Linked DNA regions of Zea mays: regions 2 and 3 are each linked to region 1. A link is a contact called in public Hi-C data. All regions are on one chromosome and are shown on one strand. Each heading gives the region's core, a stretch centred on a gene start, on an enhancer-like site or on the middle of the called end of the contact. The rest is flanking DNA. Distances are from core to core; before and after follow the strand shown.

Region 1 (4,646 bases), core at 1,547-4,046:
GGACAACAATGGCTCGACCGGAGCCTACAATGCGGCCATTGTTGCCGACAATTGTAGTGATATTCTCGATCCTCTTCAGGAGTGTCTGAAAATATTTTGTCTCTCTAAGAATCGAATTTGTGGCTGCGCTATCAATCAGGCATGGTTCATCGTTTTCCTCCATCATGGGAAGTGAGTCTTGTTCTATATAAATAATATATAATATTGATTCAGTTCATCATTTATGATGACAACATATAATAGAGCAAGAACAATTAAACCATAAATGAGGAATAAATAAAATTGCAAAGCAATTAATCTCAATCAACTAAATAGTATGCGCTCAGCAGGAGCATTTATTACAGCATAATCAAATAAATGTTCTTCGAGAAATAAAATTGCTATGGAAATAAATGTGGAGCTAATGGCTGATAACGTGATCAACTACAGGAGATCATCAGTATCGAAATCGAAGTCGACTTTGCCTAACGGAGCATCGTTCTTAGTTGTGGCATCAACATTTATGGCAGCATGCTCAAACTGTGCAGCAGGCTGAGGCAACTCAAGGTGCTCTCCAGTTGTGGCGTCTACAGGCGCCTGGATAAAGTGAGCCTCTGAGTTCTGGCGTTTCTTCCATTCCTGATATATGTCAATCAGGTATTTCTCAGTGGTGCATGTACGGGACCAGTGTTGCTGAGACCCGCACCTAAAACATCCTTCGCCAGCATGCATTGAGGCACTTGCATCGCCCTGCTGGGGGTTGCTTTTGCCTTTGCCTCTGCCTCTGCCACGACCATTGTTGCTGCTACTGCCGCTGCCATTCTGTGGCTGCTTCTTAAAAGTTCCCCTTGTTGGCCCCTGATTATTGCGGCGCCCACGACCCCTTCCTCTGGAGGAGCCTCTCTTCCCCTGAGACGGGAAGTTTGCATGTACTTCTGGTACGGCCGCAGCGCCGACAGGACGCTTCTGGTAGTTTTGCATCAGGAGCTCATTCTGAGCCTCTGCGCCAAGCAACATGTTGACGAGCTCACAGTACTTCATGTACTTGTTGTTTCGGTACTGCTGCTGAAGCACCATGTTGGAGGGGTGAAAGGTCTGGAGAGTTTTCTCAATCATCTCTAGGTCTATGACTATCTGGCCACAGAAACGTAGCTGAGCAACAATGCGATGAATGACAGTGTTGTAAGCCTCCACAGTCTTGAAGTCGAGGAAGCGGAGTGTGGCCCATTCCTGTTGCGCCCGTGGAAGCATCACATGCTTCTGCACACCGAAGCGCTCCCGCAGCTTCGTCCACAGTATTAGAGGGTCTTTCACCTCCAGATACTCCATCTTCAGGTCTGGATGGATGTGGCGTCTGAGGAAGATCGCAGCTTTTGCCTTCTCATGAAGCTGCAGGCCAATGTCGTTGGGGCTTAGCCGAACGATCGCCTTTCCCAGCTGCATCGCCTCCAGATGAAACTGGCAGTCGTCAGCCCAGGTCAGATAGTTCTTGCCATTCAGGGCAAGCTCCGCGAAGTCAGTCTTGCTGCCTTCAGCCATAGCCTGTCACGCAAAATTAACTCCAGGTTAATTAGGCGTGCCAATTATCCATAACATAAATTTAAATGGTTGTACGTGCATTATTCTATTTTAAATAAAATAGAATAAAATAATATACCAAACTTTTATAAAAAAATCATAAGCATGCATTTTTATTATTTTCAGCAGGAAATACAAAATAAATAATGCATACAAAATTAAATGTACACTAAACAATACTAATTAAATTCATCAAGAGTCTAGTGCACGTCCGGGAGGAATGGCAGTAAAAAAAATATAAAATAAACAAATGCATGCGGCATGCAAGGCAGCCCATTGCATGCGACATTATCTTTTCTCTTTTTTATTTCTCCCTAAGAAAATGTGAATCGCGCAACGGTTAGTGCATGCGGTCTTTCCACTTTTTTTTTCCTAAAAAAAAGTCAAGCGCCTATCCTTTGCATGCGGCCATGCAAGCCAGCCAAAAGCAACAGTTGCATGCGGCAGAATCTGAGCGCACCTTAGCAGCGAAGCTACCCAACTACCATGCGGTTTATGAGGCATGCAAGGAGGAACAGATGTGGCGCATGCTGCATGCCCGTGCACAAAGATCTAGTAGAGTTAGGGACGACTGATTATCTTATTTTGCGGGGCTCTTGATTTCGCAAGGTGACGACACGAAATCGTGCACCACACGCAGACGCAGTGGTGCTTTGCTTCGACTAACAGTATGTAGGGGCTCGCAGGCGATATACTCAGTGAATAGAAAATCGCAGGTCCACTCAAGATTTCATATCGTGATTCTTGATTCGACGAATGGGAACGAAGTCTGTCGCGTAGGACAGTTCGGCAAGGCCGGAGGACCTGCCGGCGTGGTGGAGAGTCGTTGCCGATCGGATCCACGAGTCGAGGTAGAGCAGTGCTGATGACGTGTTAAACAACGTAGTTGTCGCAGATCCCCGATCCGGACTTCGAACCCTCCCAATAGCAGCAGGGACGTGAGAAGTTGTAGAAGACCGCTCCCTTCCCAGCAACCCAACACAGAGAGGAACAAGAGACACAGTGGATGGAAGCTCTTTCTGTCTATATATATTATGATGGGTATGGGTACATATATATAACCTGTGTACCCCCTAAGGGCAGTTTCGGTATTAGCCCATTAAACCCCTTTTAGGGTTTCTCAACAGAAATAAAGCGATGGAAAAAATATATCCAGGTTGCATGCTCAGACATGGAAACAGCCCAGCGGTGCGGCACGCATAGGTTATGTGGGCTGGCGTTGGCAATTCTGCACTAGGGCTCTACATGGGCCTTCTCTAATGGGCTGTAGGTATTTGTTAGTTTGTGATCCTGCGAGTTGTATTGTATCCTGTCGCCCCGTGGTTTGGTTTGGTGTTCTGCTCCCGGGCCCTGACGCCGCAAGAAGCCACAAGACGAGATCGACCCGTTCCAACTGTCTGAGCTCTCTAGAGTGGCGATTACTTTAATTTGTTATCATCTTGTTTTTTTTTCGTTTTAATTGTTGGCCAGTTGCTCAATTTGTGAAGCGCAATGAACATAATAAACCAAGGATAGATCCAAAAGAAGAAAAACAAAATCTACGGCAATGCCGAAACTCCATGTACATAAAGCTCGGAATGAAATTATATATTTAACATTTGTGCATGTACACGTTAGCGAAGTGGTATTGGACTGTTGATGGAATGCAGATTTGAGGAGTTTTTGTGTGTCTATATTTATGTTCTTGCTTCTATGTTTCATAGAAAAATGAAGTATTTTGTACTGCATGAATGTGCATCTGTTGCCTGAGCGTGGCCACGGATGGCAGAGATCATGCTGGGTGCCTTCTGTGTAACTAATTTACACATTGCAAGAGGCTATGGATCCAGTGGACACAACACACATGCGTGCTTGAAGCTACTTATAAAGCTAGCACATCTTTCCCTTTCCCTTTGGCATGCAGTGCAGTGTGCAGCACCTTTTGGAAGACCGTTCCATGATCCATCGACCGGTGCTAGCTTGCTTTTGATGCGCTACATCCTACATGCGCACGCACTGATGCCTACCTGCATGCTTTGAGAGTTGAGACAGGAGCTGTGGGCAGTTGGAATCCACACCACCACCACCACCACGCTACTGCAACTTCATTCCTAGCTTAGCTGGAGTACTCAGCTTTGGAAAAGAGGCAACTGGAATTCAATTCCAAATGGATCCACACACCACCACCACTATCATGCATGCCTGCCTGCCAAGCAAAGCCTTGTGTGTCAATGTGAGTGGGAGTGTGATCCTTCATCATGAGATAGACAGCACGTCGATGGCTCTCCTCTCCAAGGATTGGCGGATGGCCTCATATATAGATTCCCATGCATGCCATGCGCGGCTACAAGCTATACGAAGAAGATAGAAAGAAAGATGGAAGCAAGCAAGCAAAGTGACGTGAAAACAAAGATGAAGAGGTGCGTGTCCATGTGGATCGATGGGGCGCGCGACAACTGACAACACTGGCCATCATCTGTTGTCCTATAGTCATGATCGATCGGGGTCCAAGTCCAAGACATGTTCAGGTGGGTCACCATGCACGACCTTGGAAAAGATGAGATCTCGTCGCCTCACTTTTGGGTTCTTTTCTCTATGCACCACCGGATCAGGATTTGTTTGTTTCTTTGTTTATTTCTGTTTGAAGAGTCGTCACCCAGTCGTCGGGCTGTGCGCCTGTGCGTGGGGGACGGGTACTTGCATTGAAAAGTAATCTTTTTTTCCTTTGCCTCCAGCTACATCTGCATCGGTAATTGGTTTAGAGCATAGTATATGATCAGTTGAACTAAATAAATGACACAAACAACATGCATCTTTTAGGTAATGTTTGGTACCAGAGGCAACTTGCTTGGGATTTAAATCTACTCAACTCAATCTATATGAACTAAGATCAAACCAAACAAGCTCTAAATTCTGGCGAAATGACCTCTATCCTAGTGGTTAAAAGCTTCCGAACAGCACCTCTCTAAGTCTCGGCCAACAGATCATGGTCAGCACCGGAATACTGTTCCGCACCGCACGGATTATCATATTTCCATCTCGATCAGCGACAGCGCCAGTGAACTCGCCTACGCCTAGGGCTAGCGGCATCATTGTGCTGAACGGACGAT
Region 2 (4,646 bases), core at 1,044-3,543, 330 kb after region 1:
TATGAGATGAGTTCTATATAAAGCTTAACATTGTCTTTTTCATATCATTTTCATTTATGGTTCTTTTTAAAAACCTTCGTCCTTTGTTTTAACACTTAAAAGAAGTGTTACATAAGAGGACGAAGGTCTTGATATTCAACTTATGTTGCTTTGATTTTCAATACCTCCAAGGGATTGAAATCAGATACCAACAGATTGTATCATGTAGTCTCTTAATTGTCTCTTATACTTGAAAAACCGATCCAAAGGCAGTGAGGGTTGTATATGCACTTAGACAACTTACCTATGTACTGTCCTTTTACATTTAAAAAAACTCGACTGTGGGGGGCTCATGTGAGAAATGACCGTGACCCATGGAGCCTTAGACTTGTGCTTTAGTGTGGAACGGACGAGTGGGTTTTTTAACACGGTCTGAAATTCGCTCACACATAAAGTTAAACCCAGGATCTGAGGAGTGCTACTCAAACCAGCTAACCAACTCAGCTAGTGTCATTTTCGCGTCATTTTACATTAAAGATACCGACAATTCTGTTCTCAATATGTCGATCATCATTTATTCAATGAATAGTAACAGACATGCATGATTTTCTTTGGCATGAAGTCCATGTATCCATGGTTGCGCTAAACCTATAGTGGATAGTTTTTATGCATGTATATAACTTTTCCTCTTTTTTTTCAAGCATTTTTCTATTGGTTCCTTTTTAATATAGTGACACAACCCTTGATTGAAAAGCTAATCATAAAGATTTAATGAAATAAAAAATCTTCATGTTTAACTATATTAAAATAATATGCATGATTATTGCCGGATTAAATTTTCTTAAGCTAACTTCATGATTTTACTTGTAAGGCGCTCAATATGAGTAATGCTTTTTACCTACATAGATATATTTTCAACTCTAAGCTCACTAGACAATGCGCTGATTTTAGATGATTATTAAACCAGTTGTCCATAGTTTTCTGCAATTCTATTGGTTTGTTTGCAATTTGGAAAATCACAATATTCCCAAATCTGCTCATACTTCTTCCCATTCACTTTAAGCCTTTAACTATCACCTTTTTCTTAGTAAACTAATTTTAAATACCAGATGCGACCCTTTAAACCTCATTCCAGTAAGGGTAACTTTCTTTTGCTCTTCATCTCTATTCATCCATCAATAACAACCACCGTATGTGCAGTTTCACCATTTTTCCTTTTAGTAGTTCCGTTGGTGTCTACAATTGTCATAGAAGAACCTTCTCTGATGTTGCTGCTGCACTTGCACTAACACTCACTGCAAATTTGATTTTCAGGTCTCTTATTCTTAGGTCTTGCCGAGACGAAGAGTAAATTTTCAATCATTTTCTTTTATAAAGACTAGCACAATATAAATTGGAGCATTAAGAGCATCTCCAATAGTTATGTAAATTTAGCATCCTGAAATATAGATTTAAGAAGTTGCTAAATCAGTTTAAGTAGTAGTAAAATGTGTGTGCTCCAACAGTTCTCTATTTATTGGTTGCTAATTTTTAAAATTATCCACGTCAACAAAAAAAAGTGAGTATGCTTTCTATTTTTAATTGAGCTAGTACATCAACAACCTTCGATAATGTCTTGAAAGTTCGAAGTTGTCGATGGAAGACCAGAAGGTCGCCGCGGCAACGGCATGAAGACAACACATGACACTAGAGATAGATTTGTGCTAAACGGAATGGTGGGACGACGCAAAACAGTGGCCGAAATATGGTTTTCGCGACAGATTTAGAAATTTAGATCAAGCAATAATCTAAAATAAATGCCTAATAATATGTTTATGAATTATTATAATCTAGATATATGTGATGTTTATGTCTATTACCTTATTTGTGTTGGCCTAAGTATGAATTGCGGCATATAGGTTTGGGTTCAGAGTTAATACAACATATCCCGTATTTTCAGAATACATAAAAATGAACGGATAGAGGCTAAACGTTTTAAAATGATTCACATTTGTCATCCTATTTTTTGGTCCATATTTTAAATTTGTCTGAAAATAAAAGCTTAAGGGCCACTATTTTCTCATGAGATTCTCAATTTCCCAAAAAAATGAATTAATTTCTTTTTAAAAACAGAAATTTTTCGAAAAAATGGAGTTGTTACTGGCACTAAATAGATAATGTAGAAAACAATACGAACGGGACGGGAATTATCGCCATCACTCTGATCCATGTGGCGTCTACTCACTTTTCTTACACCGAAACAAACTATACGCTTGGATCTCGCGTCTCGCCCGACAAACTATACGCCCAACTGCCAAAGCGAGCGAGCGGCCCTCGTCGAGTCCATGCATCTATGACGCGGGCGCTGGGCGCACGCGGACGGGACCGCAGGCGAAAGCCAAAACCGGCCTGCTTCCTCACACCTCACACCTCACACCTCGCCTGGGCGACTGGCGTCGCGCCCTCTATAAACCACCACTCTTCTCCCCCACAGCACTCTCTCCCTCCCATCCCCTCCCTCGTCGTCTCGCCACTCGCAACACCCCAAAAACCTCACGGGCTCTCGACCCCTCGCGCTCGCCTCGTCGCCACGCCGGCGTGAGGGGCGCCCACCCCCGTGCCTATATAACGCTGCCGGAGCGGAGGTACTCGTCCCTCTTATCCCGTCGCCCAGATCTAATTCTGTTTAACGCCTTCGTCTCCGCGGCGTCAGGGCGATCCCGCCGAGGTCAGGTTAGCTCCTGCCCCTTGATCCGATGCGCACGTTTGGGTTCGTGGCGGCTTGGGTGCGTTAGCTCGCAGATCTGGGCGTTTAGGACCGCTCCTCACCCCGATCTATGCGCTGTGGCTGTGGCCCGCGGTTGATTCGACGCTGTGCAGCCTGCTCCCATCGGTGTCCGCTCGCCGAGGCTGGAATTCTCCGAGATCGCACGTGTTTATGTTGTGCCAGTGTCAGATCTGCTCATGCGTGGACGGTCGCAGCTCTGCATGTCTGTTCCTGTTGCTCGGCGCAGAGGGTAGATTTAGCGCTTTTGGATTTGGATTTACGCCATCTCTGCGCATTGCTGAGCTGCTCTGCCCGCGCTTTTGCGCTGTCGTAGAAAGGTGTCTGGGTTGGGTTTGCGTGACCTCTGGCGTGTGTGGCTGGACTTTTGCGCGTATTGGGGGCTAGCTGTGGGCCAAATCTTCCGTGTACAAATTTTTCCATGTTTCCCTTTAGAGAAACCTGCTCGTGCTGAGTAATTCCTGTGTAAAGATAAAAGCATGATGTCATGGACTGAGATAAAAGCACGATGTCATGGACTGGCACCTGTGCGCTTGCGCTTTACATTCTTGCCGCGAGCTTACTGATGATATTTCAGTTCCCCTTTCCATAAGTGAAACAGCTCCTGCCGTGTTGGTTTTAATTGTTTGACAAGTGGACTGACTGGTGTCGTCTGATCATAAAATATGATTAGCGGAATACTTTATATTCAAAGGGAAATATTTCATGTGAAAACTGAGATTGTTCCACTTAAATCTCATATATTTTCTGTTTTCGCTATCTTAGCTACTTATGAAAGGTAAAAATCGCAAATATAGGAAAAATGTGAGTTGCCAAATATGATAGGAAACAAAACTTAGGTTAGGTCACACCATCTAATAATAAATGACCATCTTTCCTTTTGATTGCAGGGTATAAGCTGGTATCATGGCGTCCAGCGCAGTAGCACCAAGATGGTTAAGGGGTAAGGTGAAGGCTGTGACATCTGGGGATTGTCTTGTAATTATGGGGTGCACAAAGGCTGAGATCGAACCTGAGAAGTCCATCACCTTATCCTACCTTATGGCCCCAAGGCTGGTAAGATCAAGCTGCACTTGATGAATTTCCTTGTCGGTAATGAGCAATATTTGTGGCCTTTTCACAGTTTTTATTTGTTTCATGAATCAGTAAATCATTGGGTTGCTCTAGACAAACTAGGTTATTAGGTTGAGGTTATGCTTGAGGACTAATGAATGCGGGCAATTCTCAAGTTTTTTTGGTTGCATTTTGTTACTAAATTTTGCAGTTGGAACTATTTACTGAGTATCAATTGTAGCTTCTTGACAATTGACATTCTTCTCATTTCTCTAGTTTTCATTTTTCGCTTGTTTATTCATGGTGCTATAGGCTCGTCGTGGTGGAGTTGATGAGCCGTTTGCATGGGAAAGCAGAGAGTTTCTGAGGAAGCTCTGCATAGGGAAGGTGCTACATTTGAACTTCATATCTTCTCCGAGCTCTCATATCATTCATTGTATTCTTTTTTTTTTGACACTGCAAAATTATAATCTCCTGTTAACAGGAGGTCACATTCAAAGTGGATTATACAGCTCCTAATATTGGACGAGAATTTGGAACTGTTTTTCTATGTGATAAGAATGTTGCATACTCAGTAGTTTCTGCTGGATGGGCAAAGGTAAGAACCATTCTACTTTCACCTTTGAGTTTCTTTATCATATTTACTGTACTAAACTAGATGTGTTACTGATTTATTCTTCTACTTCCTTAATCAGGTAAAGGAGCAAGGCTCCAAGGGTGGCGAACAAAACCCGCACCTTGGTGAGTTGTTGAGGTTAGAGGAAGTTGCCAAGCAACAGGGTGTTGGTCGTTGGAGCAAGGTTGGCAATTTTTCATCTTGACCAACTTATTTTGTATTGAATGAGATATG
Region 3 (4,646 bases), core at 794-3,293, 290 kb before region 1:
GTCTATCTTCAGGGAACGTATCCTATGTGCAAAACCCATCCGTGCATATATGTTCATATTAAATCTGGATCCTTCGTCCAACAATCAATGGTTGAACGTGCGAGTGGTTTTTTGCAAATATACACCTAGACACGGAGGAGAGGAGCAATGAAGGGTTTTTTCGTAAAATATGTCAATCATTAATTACTGGACAAAGGGTCCAGATATAATCTGTGCATATGTGCACTAGATAGATTATGTGCATTTGATATGTTGCCCTATCTTCATATGACGTTTGTTTGGCATGATGTCGCAATAAAACACTGGCGGACAATGGGATGAAATAACGAGTACAAAATAGCTGCCACCTGACAAAAGCTCAAAGTTATTGATGTGAATACCCAAACCAGATCCCAGTGCATACCTACAGAGACTCCATTCTTCTCACTTTCAACCAAAGCTGCATCCACTATATCTTTGAGAAAGATGGGCTTGACTCCCCGCTTCACAGCATTGCACGTGATGACAAGCTTAGGCTTGCAATCGACAATCCTTTGAGCTAGCGAATCTGCTGAGAAGCCAGCAAACACAACCTGTACAAGCATGGATGTATCACAACATAGAAAAGAAAACCTAGGGTTCACAAAACAACCAATACTGCAATTACCGAGTGAACGGCACCAATGCGGGCACAGGCAAGCATGGCAATGGGAAGCTCCAGCAACATTGGTAGGTATATAATAACAGCATCACCCTTGCCGACACCAAGGCTCTTCAAGTAATTTGCAAGCTACAAGCATAAAAGACCGGCTTAGACCTGGTCATCTTCTTTGAGTCTCTGAATGCAAGTGTTGTGACATGTGTGCTAGTACACTTGCCGTTGCCAGTTTTGCTTGTGGTAAACATTTCAGACATGAGCGTGCATTTACCTGGCAAACCTTCTCCAGGAGCTCGGAATAGGTAAGCTTCCCATCCTGACCGGGCTCATTACCCTCCCAGTACATTGCAACCTTGTCGCCATTGCCAGACTCGATGTTGCGGTCAACAGCGTTGTAACATATGTTGGTTTTCCCTCCCTTGAACCACTGTACAGGACCAAGAACCATGAGACGGATCAGAACCACCATAATATACCCGTTCATATTCCAAAGGGACGCTAACGTTTAGCTAACAATCATCAAACAACACTTACGTTGATCTGGACGGGTCCCTTGGTGACATCGAGGTTCTCCGAGCAGACCTCGGCGGGGTTCCACTTCTCCTTCCAGTAAAAGGTCTCGGCAATCTCCGACCAGAACCCGGCCGGGTCCTTAATGGACCTCTCATACATCTCGCGATACTGATGCCGACCATGAAAAATCACACCAAGACCGCAATGTTATTTACATCACCAATCATCGAAAACAAAATGAGAAACAAACACCAGCGCGGACGAATTGTCGTTCCCTGTCGGACTTCCCCAACAAGCCTGATCATGGCAAACCTCTCATCTCATTCTCATGCTTGCAATTGCAAAGTTGTGCGACGCCCAAAGTGAAAAGCGCCCGAGTGCTAAAGCAAACGCCTTTAGTCTAGAGCAAGCCGCTGATTGGATAAAAAAAAGACTCGATTTTGCATTTGCCTTCAACAGCACAAGAATCAACAAGCCGCAGGCGAGAGACGTCCGACGGGTACTAAGTTTCGGTTTTGCACACACCTGTTTCGGAGAAGAGACGAGGGCGCTGGCAGAGAACTCGGGGCTGGGGACGATGAGGTCGTTCTCCTCGGCGGCGAGCGACTCCCCGAGCACGACGGCGTTGATCCCCGAGATCTTGCCGGCGCCGGAGGGCAGCTCCGACATGGACTCGACGTGGCGGAGCTTGTCAGAGGGAGCGCCCTCTGCCGGCTGCTGGCCGTTGGCCGTGCCCATGGCGGTGGCTGTCGACGGCGGCTCGCGAGCAGGGGCGGGAGAGGCGGCGAGATCCGGGCGGAGGTCTGGGAGGGGGGCGTCCGTCAGCGACGGCTACCGCTGGACTCTCTTTTTATAAAACGGCGATGGCCGGTCGATCTCTGCTGCTGCTAGCGCCAGTGCTACCGGCCGAGTCCTTCGTGTTGACTTTGTTTTTCCGTCACGAGATGATTGAAAATAATAATGCAAGAGCTTTGAATGGTAGTACGCACTGTATTTCTTTGGTTTCGACGAGCGTACAGGATCATCTTTCTTCTTCTCTTCATTCTTTTTTACAAAGGGTTTACATGCCTTATTGACAGAGTCACACAGGGTACGATTTGTCGATTTACTTGTATTTTCTAAAATGTACAGATTGTTAAGGTTCATTTGTGTTCCTTCCAGCTAGTAGTTGGGGGTAATAAAACTCAACTTTTATGTCACTGCGTTGCTTTCCTGGTGGTTGCTGATTAGTGGATCTGCAACCACGTTGGATTGGGGAACCCAATCTTTCTGATTAGATTTCCATATCATATTCGTATCCCCGGCTGGGTGTGCACACGAGCGACGCGAGGGCCGAGGGACACCGAACAGGCAGCAATTCTATATTCGCCATTAGCGTGAAGCGGCCGCGATAAAACGAAGCTCACGTTGCATCCAGACCACATGTCCACATGAGCGGTAGATGCAGCGGCCGGAAGCATCGCGCTCGTCACTCGCGCGAACAGCTGACAGGCGGCTAAGCGGCCGGCCCTGTCCGCCTGGCTTTCGACACTATCTATAGCTGATCGGTGCACCTGATCGGTCGCTGTAGCTGTAGGGCCTGCAGGTGATTATTTGGGAGTCGTAGGTTGCAAAAGGCATTGTGATGTGTTCGTTGCAGCGGCGTGCGACCGTGACTTGGCAACATCTGTTCGCTCATGTTCATGATAGTATTTGCAACAAATTTTGTCTATAAACCTAAGGATTTGCAATGTTTTTGTACATTGTTATCAACTAAAACGGGTCATTTGTATATCTTCATTTTGAAAGAATTAGAATTTATTTCATAAATAGGTTATTTGGTTTGGAATTTGTCATTGCACCACTTTCCAAAGTTTAGATATTTGTCATTGCACCAGACCGTACAATCCAACTATTCATGTGAGATCATACTAAGTGTGTCTGTAGTGTGGTCGCCGTCTTGTACTAGACATGCAACATTTAGAATGATATATGCAACATTTTGATCAAAAGCTCAATAGTGAAAATGTCGGAAGCAGTCTGAGAGAGGTTATCTCGGAGACCCACTTATGTATGGAAAAGGTCAAGTGCTATCTATAGAGTTATCTAACTGAGAGCTTGGCTCTTGCGAAGACATCTTTGTGATAGGCTCCAACAAGTAATAGGGGAAAGTCGTTTGCTTCTTGATACCTTGGTAAAAGTATGGTGATGTCGAATAAGAGTTTCTATCTCTATCGGTCTTTAGATTCTGTATTTATATTGTGTATCTTAGAGTGTGCTTTACCTTCCTAGATTAAGGACTTTTTGGTTCAGATGTAAATTCCTGGAAATTTGATTCTAGGCGTGAGAAAGTTATTGTGAGTTGACGATTGTGAAAAACTGAAATTTATTTGGTTGAAACAACTCTTAACTATAGATTCTATAAGAACATGAAAGTTTGTAATATGAATGACATGAATCTAGAAAATCTGGGGTAGAAGGTGATTCTGAATTGAACTAGTGAAATATGTAGTTTTTTAGGAATCTATTATCTTGTTGTACCCATTTGATTGAGATTCTAGATTTTTGGCAGCAAATCGATTCAAAAAGCTGAACCAAACACACCCTTAGCCGATAGGATTGAAATCTAGTTTGCATTACTCTTTTGTATAAATATAAAAATACACCTAGTAAACTTTAGGGGTATTTGGTTTCTAGGAACTAATTTTCAGTCCATCCATTTTATTCTATTTTAGTCACTAAATTAACAAATATGGAAACTAAAATAGAGAGACTAAAAATTAGTTCTTAGAAATCAAACAGCCCCTTACTTACACATTTAAATAGTTTATTTATTGTATAATTTTTTGACTAGGTAAAAATTAGAAGTCATGGTTAGAATTAGAGTTTTAAGTTGTCTAATTTGCGTTTCTTAGGTGCCACACGGTCCCTCCAAAAATCAATGATCTGATATGGATGCTCCTATTTTTTGGGATTAGTATAGAATTGGCGGCACTAATTAGTAGGGGACAGTTGAAAGAGAGTATGTTGTGGATGGTTTCCAACACGTCGAATCACATTTTTTACATACTACAATGAGGTCTAATGTGGATTTTCTAAATAGGAAAAGAAAGACAAAGAAATTGGATGTATAGATCAGGCATATGCATAGCTAAAGCTTCATACAAAAAAAAAACGATATGCTTTCAACAATTTTATGTCCTATGAAATCAACAATCAATATTCAAACAGGAAAACATAGGTCTCAAGGATAAGAGTTGGCGTTGTATGTTTGAGTTCTAGATCCTGTCGCTGCAACTCGGAGGCAACAGCTAGCGCTCACCTATATTGTTCCAACGAGCAGGTTGGAATGTTGGGTAAAGAAAGCGAAATATAATGTTGAGACAAAACGACAGGGATTGGATCAATGTCAATGTTAAAATTGAAGTACCCACCATGCATGCATTGATCATGAAGACTGAAAAGGATGCTTGACGTTGATATATATATGGCTGGTTGGTTTTAGCTTTTGTGCTTT

What was found. A called contact is a pair of places that touch in the nucleus more often than the background predicts.
Region 2: a Hi-C map of leaf shows a contact between it and region 1, with 6 times the contacts expected there. The contact joins the promoter of LOC103627215 here to the enhancer-like site in region 1. A contact is called at or near these places in 2 of 25 Hi-C or Micro-C datasets (ear and leaf).
Region 3: a contact with region 1 is called in a Hi-C map of leaf, with 2.2 times the contacts expected there. The contact joins the promoter of LOC100279194 here to the enhancer-like site in region 1. A contact is called at or near these places in 2 of 25 Hi-C or Micro-C datasets (bundle sheath and leaf).

What each region holds. Positions count from the first base shown.
Region 1 is chr5:170,661,236-170,665,881 of Zm-B73-REFERENCE-NAM-5.0, reverse strand. No RefSeq gene overlaps it. Among protein-coding and RNA genes, the nearest start is that of LOC118472069, 35 kb to the left of the region's middle. Within about 2 kb of position 2,796, at least 17 of the 20 cell types and tissues checked have an H3K27ac peak or open chromatin away from gene starts, as enhancers often do. A contact at or near this core is called in bundle sheath, ear and leaf, where this site is marked.
Region 2 is chr5:170,330,672-170,335,317 of Zm-B73-REFERENCE-NAM-5.0, reverse strand. LOC103627215 (ribonuclease TUDOR 1) reads left to right here and starts at 2,293. Exons shown (of 17, transcript XR_002748364.2): 1 at 2,293-2,603; 2 at 3,634-3,799; 3 at 4,109-4,183; 4 at 4,281-4,394; 5 at 4,492-4,596.
Region 3 is chr5:170,950,614-170,955,259 of Zm-B73-REFERENCE-NAM-5.0, reverse strand. It overlaps LOC100279194, which reads right to left and starts at 2,043. Exons shown (of 18, transcript NM_001367369.1): 1 at 1,676-2,043; 2 at 1,172-1,318; 3 at 909-1,064; 4 at 647-769; 5 at 404-572. The coding sequence starts at 1,888.